2 separate regions of the Sus scrofa genome follow, and region 2 is linked to region 1. The links are chromatin contacts, called in public promoter capture Hi-C maps. All regions are on one chromosome and are shown on one strand. The core of a region is the stretch at or near the end of the contact, and the rest is flanking DNA. Distances in the headings are between cores, read along the strand shown. Region 1 holds the start of CENPT (centromere protein T). Region 2 holds the start of PLA2G15 (group XV phospholipase A2).

Region 1 (5,367 bases), core at 1,410-3,909:
ACCCCAGGATTCCTCCAACTGCCCTGAGGCTCTCATCTTTAGAACACAGCCACCAGGCTGTAAGCACAGAGCACTACGGCAGATCCCATTCTAGTCAGCACCTCCTTCTCCAAGCCTCTCTCCCACCAACTCCCAGAACAGGCAACAGCACCTGGTGAGTGAAGAGGCATCAGCATTCCCACGAGACTCTGCAATAGGATGTAAAAAGAAACCATAGCAAAGTACCCAGGCCGCCTCAGCCTCTCCAGAGGACACAAGAGAGATGGTGGCCACACGTGTTGTCCAGGACCTCACCTTGAGAGAGAGGCAGCTCCTGGTCCATTCCTTGTTGAAACACTGACAACCTTAGCTTCTGTTTCCTTCTGCCAGAAGCCAGCAGACCTGGAGCCAGGGTTGTGGGGGGTTCAAGTTCAGGAAGCTGCAGCTCTAGGCTACAAAGATGGAGCTTAGTTCAGGCAGGCCAAGACACCAAGCTGGCTCTTGAGGTTCCCAAGAAGTTCCCTGACCAGGGCTGCCCAACAGCCCAGCCCAAGGAGGAAATTCACTGCACCTGCTCCAACTGCTTTCCCGTCTGGAAGGCTGGACCATCTGTGGCACCGTCAGTGGCTTCATCACAGACTCCGGCATCACAGTGGAAGATTCTGGGGCTGTAGAAATAGCAAGGAGAGGGTGAGGCTGGCAGGGCAGGCTGCCCTAAAAGAAGGATACATGGGACTGATTCTGACCACAGGCCAACCCTCACTCACCAGTTAGTAAGATGTTCTTCAGCAGAGTTCGGGGTGTTTGTTCCTCCAGGTGTCCACTGGCTTGAATATGGGCCAATCTGTCAATAGACTTCGGGTAAAAATACCAAGCAATCAGTCTGTTCCTTTGCCTTATGAGTCCCTCAAGGTGGGCTCCAGAGCAGAACTAGAACTTAACAGCCCCCTGAAGGCAACTAGAGCTCTGCAGTGGTCAGAGGATGGGGCACTTACCCTGATTCTATGAGATCGACGCCTGGCAGACATCTTTGTTTGGCTCCTCAGCCTCCTAGAGGAAGATGTTTCAAGCGGGGATATCTGAGCACTGTGTAAAAACCAGCAACTGTGAGAATTATATAAGGAGGAGGATCTAGAGAAATGTCTTCATCGGGGATCTTGGCTGAAGTCCTTATACCTCAGGAACAAGGACCCAGAAACCACTTGTCCCTCCCATAGCCCTGTTCTCACACCTTTGTCAACAGCATTATTGATGAAAGGGAGCCTGAGGGAAGAGAGAGGGAATATAATGAGCCCACCAGAGAGAGGGGCTGAGGAAGGCTTCAAAGAGGTGACTTTGGAAGAAGTAGGGGTTAACCACACAGACAAAAGGAACAATTGGAAGAGTATTCATTCTAGACACTAAAATAACAATCCAAAGACATTTAAGTATTTGTAAACCTTTTAAGTACTTGTCAGGGTCTGAGAGCAACCTCCATGTGGGTCATTCCAGCCCTAGTCTCTCCAGTCCAATTCCCTCTCAGATTTCAGAACCACATATATGTTCCTAGGGCACAACTCCCACCTTATCACTCATAGGTGAAGGAATGGCTTCCCGTTGTCTATAAAGGAACTGTATTGCCCGAGGAAGCTCGCAGATGCCTGTCTTCTACACCCTTTGCTCACCCACTGACACTCCTACCAAGTCAAACCAAATTCCTTGCTCCCTAGCAAAGCATCTTTCCAGTTTCTGCCTTCCGACTTCTGCCCAGGCTATGCTCTCCAGCTCCTTTCCCATCTTCCAGGTGGGAACTGCCTGAGAGGCAGTTCTGGGCAGATGCCTGGGCACACGCTGGAAAACTGGCCTGGAAAACAGAGCAGAAGTCCAGATTCTGAGCGCTGTTCTTTGCCTCCAGAAGCGGGCCTCCAAAGAGCTCTGAGGTCCCGAGCGGTGGAGTCTCAGGGGTAGGGACACAAACAGCTAACCCGAGCCCAGCTAGGGGAAAGGAGCCTGTTCTCAGAGCCCTGGGCTCTGCTCCTTTCCGAAACTGTTTCCCTCTCCAAACAGGGTCAGCGCTGGACCCCACCGCCTCTATATACCCAATCCGAGCACTTCGGGGTCGCCGCGGGGTGCGCGGATCCGCTGTATCCAGCACGCGCCGTAGCAGCGTGCGCGTCGTAGGCTCGCTGTCCGGGCTGTGGCTGTCCGCCATCGCCTCAGCTGTCCGTACTCTCAACCGCTCCCGCAGCAGGGACAGCCGCCTTCCCGCCGCCGCATTTAAGCCAACGCTCGCGAGGCTGCTTTTTCAGGTCAACTCTCGCGACGCTGCCGCACAGCCCGACGGGAATTGAAGTTACAGACGTGCTGCCCGCTTCATGTTCAGCGAATATAGTGGTGGTTGCAAACTGGTTTTGCAGGCATTCTTACCTTGAGCCTGGGCAAACATACGCAAGTCTTGCTTTTCTTACATGTAAACTGAGGATGATAACCACCTAATAAAGGGTTAGTGGTGGTGTAATGATTCAATGAGATAATGTTTAACTCATGATCTGACACATAGTAATCCAGGCCATCAATGAATAGCAGTCATTGGAGTTCTTCTGTGGCCCACCGGGTTAAGGATCCAGGTTTGTCTGTGCAGCAGTTTGTATCGCTACTGTGGCATGGGTTCAATTTCTGGCCCAGCAACTTAGGAAGACTTAGGCATGCAGCAGGAGTGACCAAAAAAAAAAATAATAATAAAATAAATAAAATAAACAAACAAACAGCAGTCACTATTGTTAGACCATCTTCTTCACCAAAGATGAGGTGAGACAAATTTGGGTGAAGAAAAAGTAACTGTTGAAGTTCCCGTCGTGGCTCAGTGATTAATGAATCTGACTAGGAACCATGAGTTTTCAGGTTCAATCCCTGGCCTGGCTCAGTGGGTTAAGGATCCTGCGTTGCTGTGAACTGTGGTGTAGGTCACAGACATGGCTCGGATCCTGCGTTGCTGTGGCTCTGGCAAAGGCCGGTGGCTACAGCTCCGATTGGACCCCTAGCCTGGGAACCTCCATATGCCACAGGCATGGCCCTAGAAAAAAAATAAAATAAAAAAATAACTGTTGAAGTTCCTTGGTGGTGCTATGGGTTAAGGATCTGGGTTTGTCACTGTTGAGGCGTGGATTGGATCCCTGGACCTGAAACTTCTGAAGGCGTCTGGGCACAGCCAAAGAGAAATGACAACAGCAGCAAAAAATATTCTGTATGTGACCTGGTCAGATTTGCATTTGCAAAGACCAATGTGTCTGTAACATCCATACCTATCACAAGAGAGCATTTTGCAGGCTTGGCGACTAGTGGGCTGTTTGTGATCCAGGAGAGATGTTATCTTCAGATATATGCAGTTATGAGAAGAATTCCAGCTCTCAAAAAATCTGTCAGTGCTGGAGATTCCATTACCATATTTTCACCAATTGAGAGCCCCCTCCTCCACTTTCTTAAATTTTCATCAGGGAGGTTTGTTTTGTTTGTTTTTTTTAAGGGCCACACCCACTGCATATGAAAGTTACCAGGGTAGGAGTCAAATTGGAGCTACAGCTGCTGGCCTACCCCACAGCCATAACAATGTGGGATCGGTGCCAAGTCTGTGATCCACACCACAGTTCACACGGCAATGCCGGATCCTTAACCCACTGAACAAGGCCAGGGATTGAACCCCTGTCCACATGGATACAGTCTGGTTTGTTACCACTGAGCCACGAAGGGAGCTCCCGGCATTGTTAGTGCAACAGCTTGGGTGGCTGCTCTGGCAAAGATTCGATCCCTGGCCTGGGAACTTACACATGCTTACAGGTGTGACAAAAAAAAAAAAAAAAAAAAAAAAAAAAAAAAAAATCATGGGAACTGAATTAGAACTTGAATTCTTTTTTTTTTTTTTTTTTTTTTTTTTTTGTCTTTTTGCTATTTCTTTGGGCCGCTCCCGCGGCATATGGAGGTTCCCAGGCTAGGGATCGAATCGGAGCTGTAGCCGCCAGCCTACGCCAGAGCCACAGCAACATGGGATCCAAGCCGAGTCTGCAACCTACACCACAGCTCACGGCAACGCCAGATTGTTAGCCCACTGAGCAAGGGCAGGGACCGAACCCACAACCTCATGGTTCCTAGTTGGATTCGTTAACCACTGAGCCACGACGGGAACTCCAGAGCTTGAATTCTGATATTCCTGTGGAGTTCTCCCTCATGCTCCTAAATTGGGTGTAAACGATCAGATAGTGGAAAGAAGCATGGGCATATGTGTGCTTGTGTTAAAAAAAATAGATCAGGAATTCCCATCGTGGCTCAGTGGAAACAAATTTGACTAGCATCCAACAGGACTTGGGTTCAATCCCTGGCCTTGATCAGTAAGTGAAGGATTCAGCATTGCCAAGAGCTGTGGTGTAGGTCCTAGAATGCATCTCAAATGCTGAGTTGCTGTGCCTGAATCGTAAGCCGGCAGCCACAGCTCTGATTTGACCCTTAGCCTGGGAACCTGCATATGCCATGAGTGTGGCCCTAAAAAAGACAGGAAAAAAAAGGGGAGGATGAAGAACAAATTAAGATTCTTGGAATTCCGTCGTGGCACAGCAGAAACGAATCCGACTAGGAACGATGAGGTTGTGGGTTCAACCCCTGGCCTTGCTCAGTGGCTTAAGGATCCGGTGTTGCCGTGAGCTGTGGTGTAGTTCACAGACACGGCTCAGATCTGGTGTTGCTGTGGCTATGGTGTAGGCCGACAGCTGCAGCTCTGATGGGACCCCAGTCTGGCAACCTCCATATGCCGCGGGGGCAGCCCTAAAAAATAAATAAATAAATAAGATTCTTGTATTCCTCTTCTTCTTATTGTTGTCTTATTATTATTCATTATTCTTACAAAATAAGAGAACTGCAGAGGAATATCATATATTTCCTCTCATTTAGGTTTGACCTTTGTGTTATCTGACTTGAATTGCTAGCCCTTTGGAAGCTCTTTTCCACAGTCACTTTTAACTACCTAAGGGGAGTACTGGAAATTCCCATTGTGGTGTGGCCCTAAAAAGCAAAAAAAAAAAAAAAAGTAAAAAGTAAAAAAAAACACCTAAGTGGAGTATTTATTTATTATTTATAAAGCCCTACCTGTACATTACGGGACAAAAAACAAAAATACTCTCAAAACAACTTGAGAATGAGTTTACCTTTGCACATATTATTCTAATGAGTTTGCATAGATTATCTTTACTGTGTTTACATAATTGTTTAAACTTCCAATTTCCTATTTGCTTAAAAAACACCAAAACACTGGGTTCATGAAGTGGGGGAGAAGAGTGAAAGAGATTGTCAAGGGCCAGATATAAGATGTCTTGCAAGTTCTAGAAAGGAGTTTGGACATTATTCTATTTTTTTTTAATTTTC
Region 2 (5,873 bases), core at 186-2,685, 360 kb after region 1:
GCCTCTAGGTTCTCTCACACTGGCCCTCTGCTGGGGCCTGGGTTGAAGGTGAGGGAGGCAGTGGTTTTAGAAGGTGGATCCCCTGGGCCAGGGTCTGAGGTGAGAGATAGCTGGACCTTAGGAGAGGAGGGTACCCCAATTACCAATGTGCTTCACTAAAAGAACACAAGAGAGGCAGGCCAAGACAGTGAGTATGTTCATTGACTGTCACTCCAGAGAGGCTGGATAAAGAGGAAAAAAGAAGGGAGGGAGGGAGGGGCAGGACAGAAGTCTTGGGACCAGCCAGGCATAACCAGGGTGTTTACTGGCCCTCCAGAGAGGGTATGTGAAGGATCAAGACCTCCAGTCTCCAAACACGCTGGTCTCTCTATTCCAGAATGAAGTATGGTACTGGAGTATTACTGGCTGTTAAGTCTTTTGCCCACTCTATTCACCCCAATTCCATGTGCAGAGTCTGTGTCCTCTCTGGAATGAGTTTGCATGGGGTGGGAGTGGCCTGGGGCATGAGATTCCAACACCACCCCTCCTGCTTTTCGTAGAAACTTGCAGATGGCCATGGCACTGGGTTGAGGCTCAAGCTCACTCTTTTTTTTTTTTTTTTTGTCTTTTTTGTCTTTTGTCTTTTGTTGTTGTTGTTGTTGCTATTTCTTGGGCCGCTCCCGCGGCATATGGAGGTTCCCAGGCTAGGGGTCGAATCGGAGCTGTAGCCACCGGCCTACGCCAGAGCCACAGCAACGCGGGATCCGAGCCACGTCTGCAACCTGCACCACAGCTCACGGCAACGCCGGATCGTTAACCCACTGAGCAAGGGCAGGGACCGAACCAGCAACCTCATGGTTCCTAGTCGGATTCGTTAACCACTGCGCCATGACGGGAACTCCTCAAGCTCACTCTTGCTTAACCCAGCCAGCGAACTGCTTGGTCAAGGCGAAGTGGTGTTTATGAAACCCCGAAACAGGCGAACTGAATTCTCACTGGAAAGAGAAATGCTTACCAGGCTAATGTTGCCTGAACCCAGATGCCCTTGGGGCAGAGTGCAAAGAACCAGCCTGGGAGATGCATAAGGTTGCTGGTCAGCTCCTGGTCCCAAGTTCCAGAACTAGTTGCCGGGGAATGACTTATCCCCTTTTTCCTCTTATTTGATCCGGGTCACTCAGCAGCAGCGAGCATTGGACCCGCTCGGCCCGGCGCATTCTAGATCCCTGGTAAGGGAGGCGCCAGGAATCGGGGGTGAGGGCTACGCAGCGTGGACTTTGGGGTGTCCAGCGGCGAGCTGGGTCCGACCAGCTGGGAATATGAGTGGAAACCGGGCTGAGCCTCAGCCGATCGATGCACTCGGCGTGCAGCGCGGTTAAGGGAGTTGGCCCGGGATGAGCAGGGGCGGGGCGGTGAGCTCTGACTGGGAGGGACGCCCAGGCAGCGAGTCCCTATTGGCAGACCATTTGCAGGAGGCGGGCCCTGATTGGCCCAGCCTCTGTGAAGGCTGTGAGCGGCGGGGTTAAGTGCGTCGCCGCCGCCCGGGCCTAGGCACGAGACGCGAGAGCTGAATCCGCACCTCAGACCAGCAGCTGCAGTCGCTGCTATGGGTCTCTGCCCCTACCGCGCCGCCCTGCTTCCGAGTGTCCTCCTGTTCCTCCTGATGCTCACAGACCCGGCGCTCCCAGCCGGACGTCCCCCACCGGTGGTGCTAGGTAAGGCGCGCGTCCAGTCGTGGGTCCGTTTGTTCGTGCGTCCAGCTGGATGGGGCTCGGGCGAGGCTGTCTTCCAGTTCTGCATCTGCTCTAAGCATGGGATTGGGGAAGATATGACTGTCTTGTCACCTGGGTCGGTCCGTCCGCTTCCCGCTTTGCTGGGCGCGGGTGTGGTGAAACTCTTGTCACCTTCCACTGTAGAATATAGGGATAAGTGGGATGGTTACCGCGCATTTGTGCGTCAGTTCAGTCGTTATTCCCAAACATGTCAGCCCCAAACATCCCCATTTTTCACCTGGAAAGACCGAGGCCCTTTGGCCCCGCAAAGGAGGTGGGGTGGCTTCGGAGTTGGCTCTCAGAAGCCTCAGCGTTGACTTGGGCCTGGCTAGAAGATGGTCTCCCTTTGCCTTTCAAGCCCCACAAGTTTCAGAGTGCATTACTGAAAGGAAGTTCTTTGGAGAAAGGATTCCTCTCCTAGCCTTCCACGAGGGCTCCGCCTGACTTAGCAAATGTGTGGCCCTGAGCCTGAGAGAAGAGGCTCAAGGGTATCCGAGGGTGGCCATAGACAGAGGTAGGAGTTGAGACAATGACTGTGAACAGATGTCATACTCTACCCTTACTTCTGCCACACCTTCTTGGACTACGCTATGTTGGGGTTAGGCAACCTCCCCTGCCTGTGTTCTCCTTGGTCCTGGCCCAGGCCGCTCAGTGTTTCCTACTGGTGGGTGTGGACATGGATGAGGCCTCTGTCTTGAGGGCTTTGGGTACCTCATTCAGGCCGTGACCAGCCAGGACTCTAGAAGGCAGAGGCATGCTGAGGTATACGTTACATACTGAACGGCTGCAGCATGACCCCCCCCCCCATGCTCTTTCTACTGTAGTGTTTTAATGAGGATGATGCAGATCACAGAGGGTGGGGTTGGCATGCAGTCCCAGGCACGCCCACCAGGAGCTCTGGGCCAAGAAATGCTCCAGGGGTATGCCAAGTTCACCAGAGGGTCTGGGCAGATTTGGTCCTGCTTCCCCTAAGCTGGCAGGATGATCCTGAGAGCTGAGGTCTGTGATAGGCAAACACAGAGAATCCACCAACCCAGTCGGGGAAGGCTTCCTGGAGTACGCAGCTGGGGCTGAGGCCCAGAGAGAGCTCCAGGCAGAGGGAACTGCATATCGGAGGGAGGGAACTAAGCAGTCCTGGCTGCCTGGAATGGAGTGGGGGCAGGGGTGGATTGTGCGGGCCTCGTGACTGGATGGGTCATCCGGACTTTATCGTGGGGGCCTTTAGGGAGCCTTATGTGAACCTAAGGAGTTTTGAGTATGAACACTGTGGCATTGGGAAGTGTGTGGTCTCTGACTGGACTGGTCCTAGGCCTTTTTACCTCATTAATTCGTTCAGTTCTGGGTTATCCTGGGTCACAGCAGAAGAGCCTCAGGCCTCACCTAGAGGCTCAGAGTAACTGGAATCCTAACCTGCCTAACTCGTCAGAGTATGAGGCTATTGGCATTAATCCTGGGAAACCCCATTGTGGGCAGCAGACAAGCTCTTCCTGGGCACAGAGCAGGGACCGACCTGACCTTGACCATCAGAGGATTGGCATCCAAGGGTGACTGGTCTCTATGGGTGGGACCCAGATTGAAGGGAGAGGAAGCAGAAGCCAGAGAAGGGGTACAGAAGACCCTGGGCAAGGGGAAGGGACTGTAGCAAGCCATTTCCACCTCTCACCCTCAGTCGCCTTATCTATAAAGTAGACATAATAAGGATATTCTCAGTGTTATGTGAGGTTAAATGCACATGGATGCCTCCTATTCTAGTTTTTGGTGTAAAGAGGCTCTGGAAGTGACCACTGGTGTTTTTAAAGGCCGCACAGCCTGGCCAGGGCAAAGGGTATCCAGATGAAGCAGATCAGGTGACTTCCTCTTTCAGGCATTTCCTCTCTGGTGGAGACAGTGACTGAGGTCTTTACACTGTCCTGCGTGGTCCATAGGCATGTCATCCAGAGGCTATCATTCTGGGGACTCCCTACTTCTACACCACCTCATGAAGGGAGGTAAAGGCAGGTGCCACACTTGCCTGCCATGGTTGCTCTGAGGACACTGTAGGGTGGTGCACAGGAAGGGTGTGCCCTCTGCAGGATTGGGGTCACAGCCAGAGCCCAGTGAATGCCCAGGAGAGCCAGGTACTACTGGTTGTCCACTTTGTTTTTTTGTCTTTTTGCCATTTCTTGGGCCGCTCCTGTGGTATATGGAGGTTCCCAGGCTAGGGGTCGAATCGGAGCTGTAGCTGCCGGCCTACGCCAGAGCCACAGCAACGCGGGATCCGAGCCGCGTCTGCAGCCTACACCACAGCTCACGGCAATGCCGGATCGTTAACCCACTGAGCAAGGGCAGGGATCGAACCCGCAACCTCATGGTTCCTAGTCGGATTCGTCAACCACTGCGCCACGACGGGAACTCCCAGGTTGTCCACTTTGTGATCATGGATCCTAAATTGGAATATGTTTGAAAAGTGTCAAGAGCATTACATGTGTGGGAGTTCCCGTTGTTGCTCAGCAGAAAGAATCTGGCTAGCATCCACGATGTAGGTTCGATCCCTGGCCTCACTCAGTGGGGTAAGGATGTGGTGTTGCTTCAAGCTGTGACATAGGTTACAGGTATGGCTTGGATCCTGAGTTGCTGTACCTGTGACATAGGCTGGCAGCTGCAGTTCCGATTCAACCCCTAGCTGAGAACTTCCGTATGCCACAGGTATGGCCCTATTAAAGAAAAACAAAACAAAACCAAACCATGGCGTTTGGGAACAGGTGAGGCCTGAAGGTCACTGGGAGTAAATGGTCTGTGAAGGGGCTTGACTGTTGGGTTAGTGAAGCAATAGGGAGGGCTGGGTTTGAGTGTCACAAGAGCCCCAGGGCCCTGTGTAGACTGAACAGGCCCCCTCAGGTAGAGAGAAGTCATCCTTGTGGCCTGGTCGCACCACTGGCACTGGGCTGTGGCTGGAATGGTAGGTGCTTCAGGATAGCCCTTTCCAGCACAGCATCCTGGTGTGCCAAGACGCTAGGGCCCTCCAGATGATCTGCCCTCTAGAACTTTAGCAGGGTTTAGCAGCTGGGCTCTGGCCTTTAGCAAAGGCCTGGAGGACCTGGGTAGGCCAGCAGATGCCAGTCTGAGCCTCTCTCATGTATTTCTGTTCACTATCCTTCTATACCGGCCTGTCCTAGAATGCCGCCTTTGGATTCAGTTTTGGCTCATTGAGCGGCCCAGTGCTCTGTCCTATTTCCCGATCCTTCTGTTGGAATATACTCGACACTGCCTGCTCTGAGGGCAGCTGTAGATAGAAGGCCTTTGGGTCTCCAGCCTGCCAGGCCCAGGGCCTCATAGAACTCTCTGTCCCCCTGCAGTGCCCGGCGATTTGGGCAACCAGCTGGAGGCAAAGCTGGACAAGCCGTCAGTCGTGCACTACCTCTGCTCCAAGAGGACCATCAGCTACTTCACACTCTGGCTGAACCTAGAGCTGCTGCTGCCTGTCATCATCGACTGCTGGATTGACAATATCAGGTGGGGGCTGGGGCACAGATGGGGTGCTGCTCACTGACCCTGCGTCCAGAGCCCATGTCTTTTTTTCTTTTTTGGCCACCCCAAGGCATATGGAGTTCCCGGGCCAGGGATCAGATCTGAGTCACCTAAGCTGCAGCTGTGGCAATTCTGACTCCTTAACCCACTGTGCCTGGCAGGGCGATCGAGTCCTCTGTGCCACAGTGGGAACTCCTCCAGAGCTCATTTCTACTTCATCTGTACCTCAGGAGACCTCGAGGTCACTGACCTTTCTCCCATCCCATTTCCTCAGACTTGTTACCACTTCTGCACTCTCCCAGACAGAACCCTTCCCCTTCCAGCTGCTCTGTTCCCTGCCCTCTCCAGCGCCTTAGGTCCTGTTTGTGGTTTCTGTGCTCCAGCTCCTACCCCCTCTCTTGCCCCCTGACTTGGCCACACCTGCCCCTCCAGCTGCTGCTTCCTGGGATTTCTTAGTGCTTGCTCTTCTTTCCACCTGAATCTCATCTATACCCTTTGTCGATAAATTCCCTCCCATTTACTCTTTCAAACCCAGAGTCCTGGAGGCAAAGCTGGTTTCTCTGTGAAGCTGTTAATCTCTCCTTCCCCCAGGCCACAGGCCTATTTCATCTAACCTGC

Evidence for each region. Promoter capture Hi-C pulls out the DNA fragments that hold promoters and counts their contacts.
Region 2: a contact with region 1 is called in a promoter capture Hi-C map of fetal liver, with 2.6 times the contacts expected there. The contact joins the promoter of PLA2G15 here to the promoter of CENPT in region 1. A contact is called at or near these places in 1 of 5 promoter capture datasets (fetal liver) and 1 of 47 Hi-C or Micro-C datasets (heart right ventricle).

What each region holds. Positions count from the first base shown.
Region 1 is chr6:28,453,961-28,459,327 of Sscrofa11.1, forward strand. It overlaps CENPT (centromere protein T), which reads right to left and starts at 2,660. Exons shown (of 11, transcript XR_002344575.1): 1 at 2,058-2,660; 2 at 975-1,065; 3 at 747-834; 4 at 551-647; 5 at 295-431.
Region 2 is chr6:28,819,185-28,825,057 of Sscrofa11.1, forward strand. It overlaps PLA2G15 (group XV phospholipase A2), which reads left to right and starts at 1,436. Exons shown (of 5, transcript XM_021094161.1): 1 at 1,436-1,691; 2 at 5,084-5,240. The coding sequence starts at 1,583.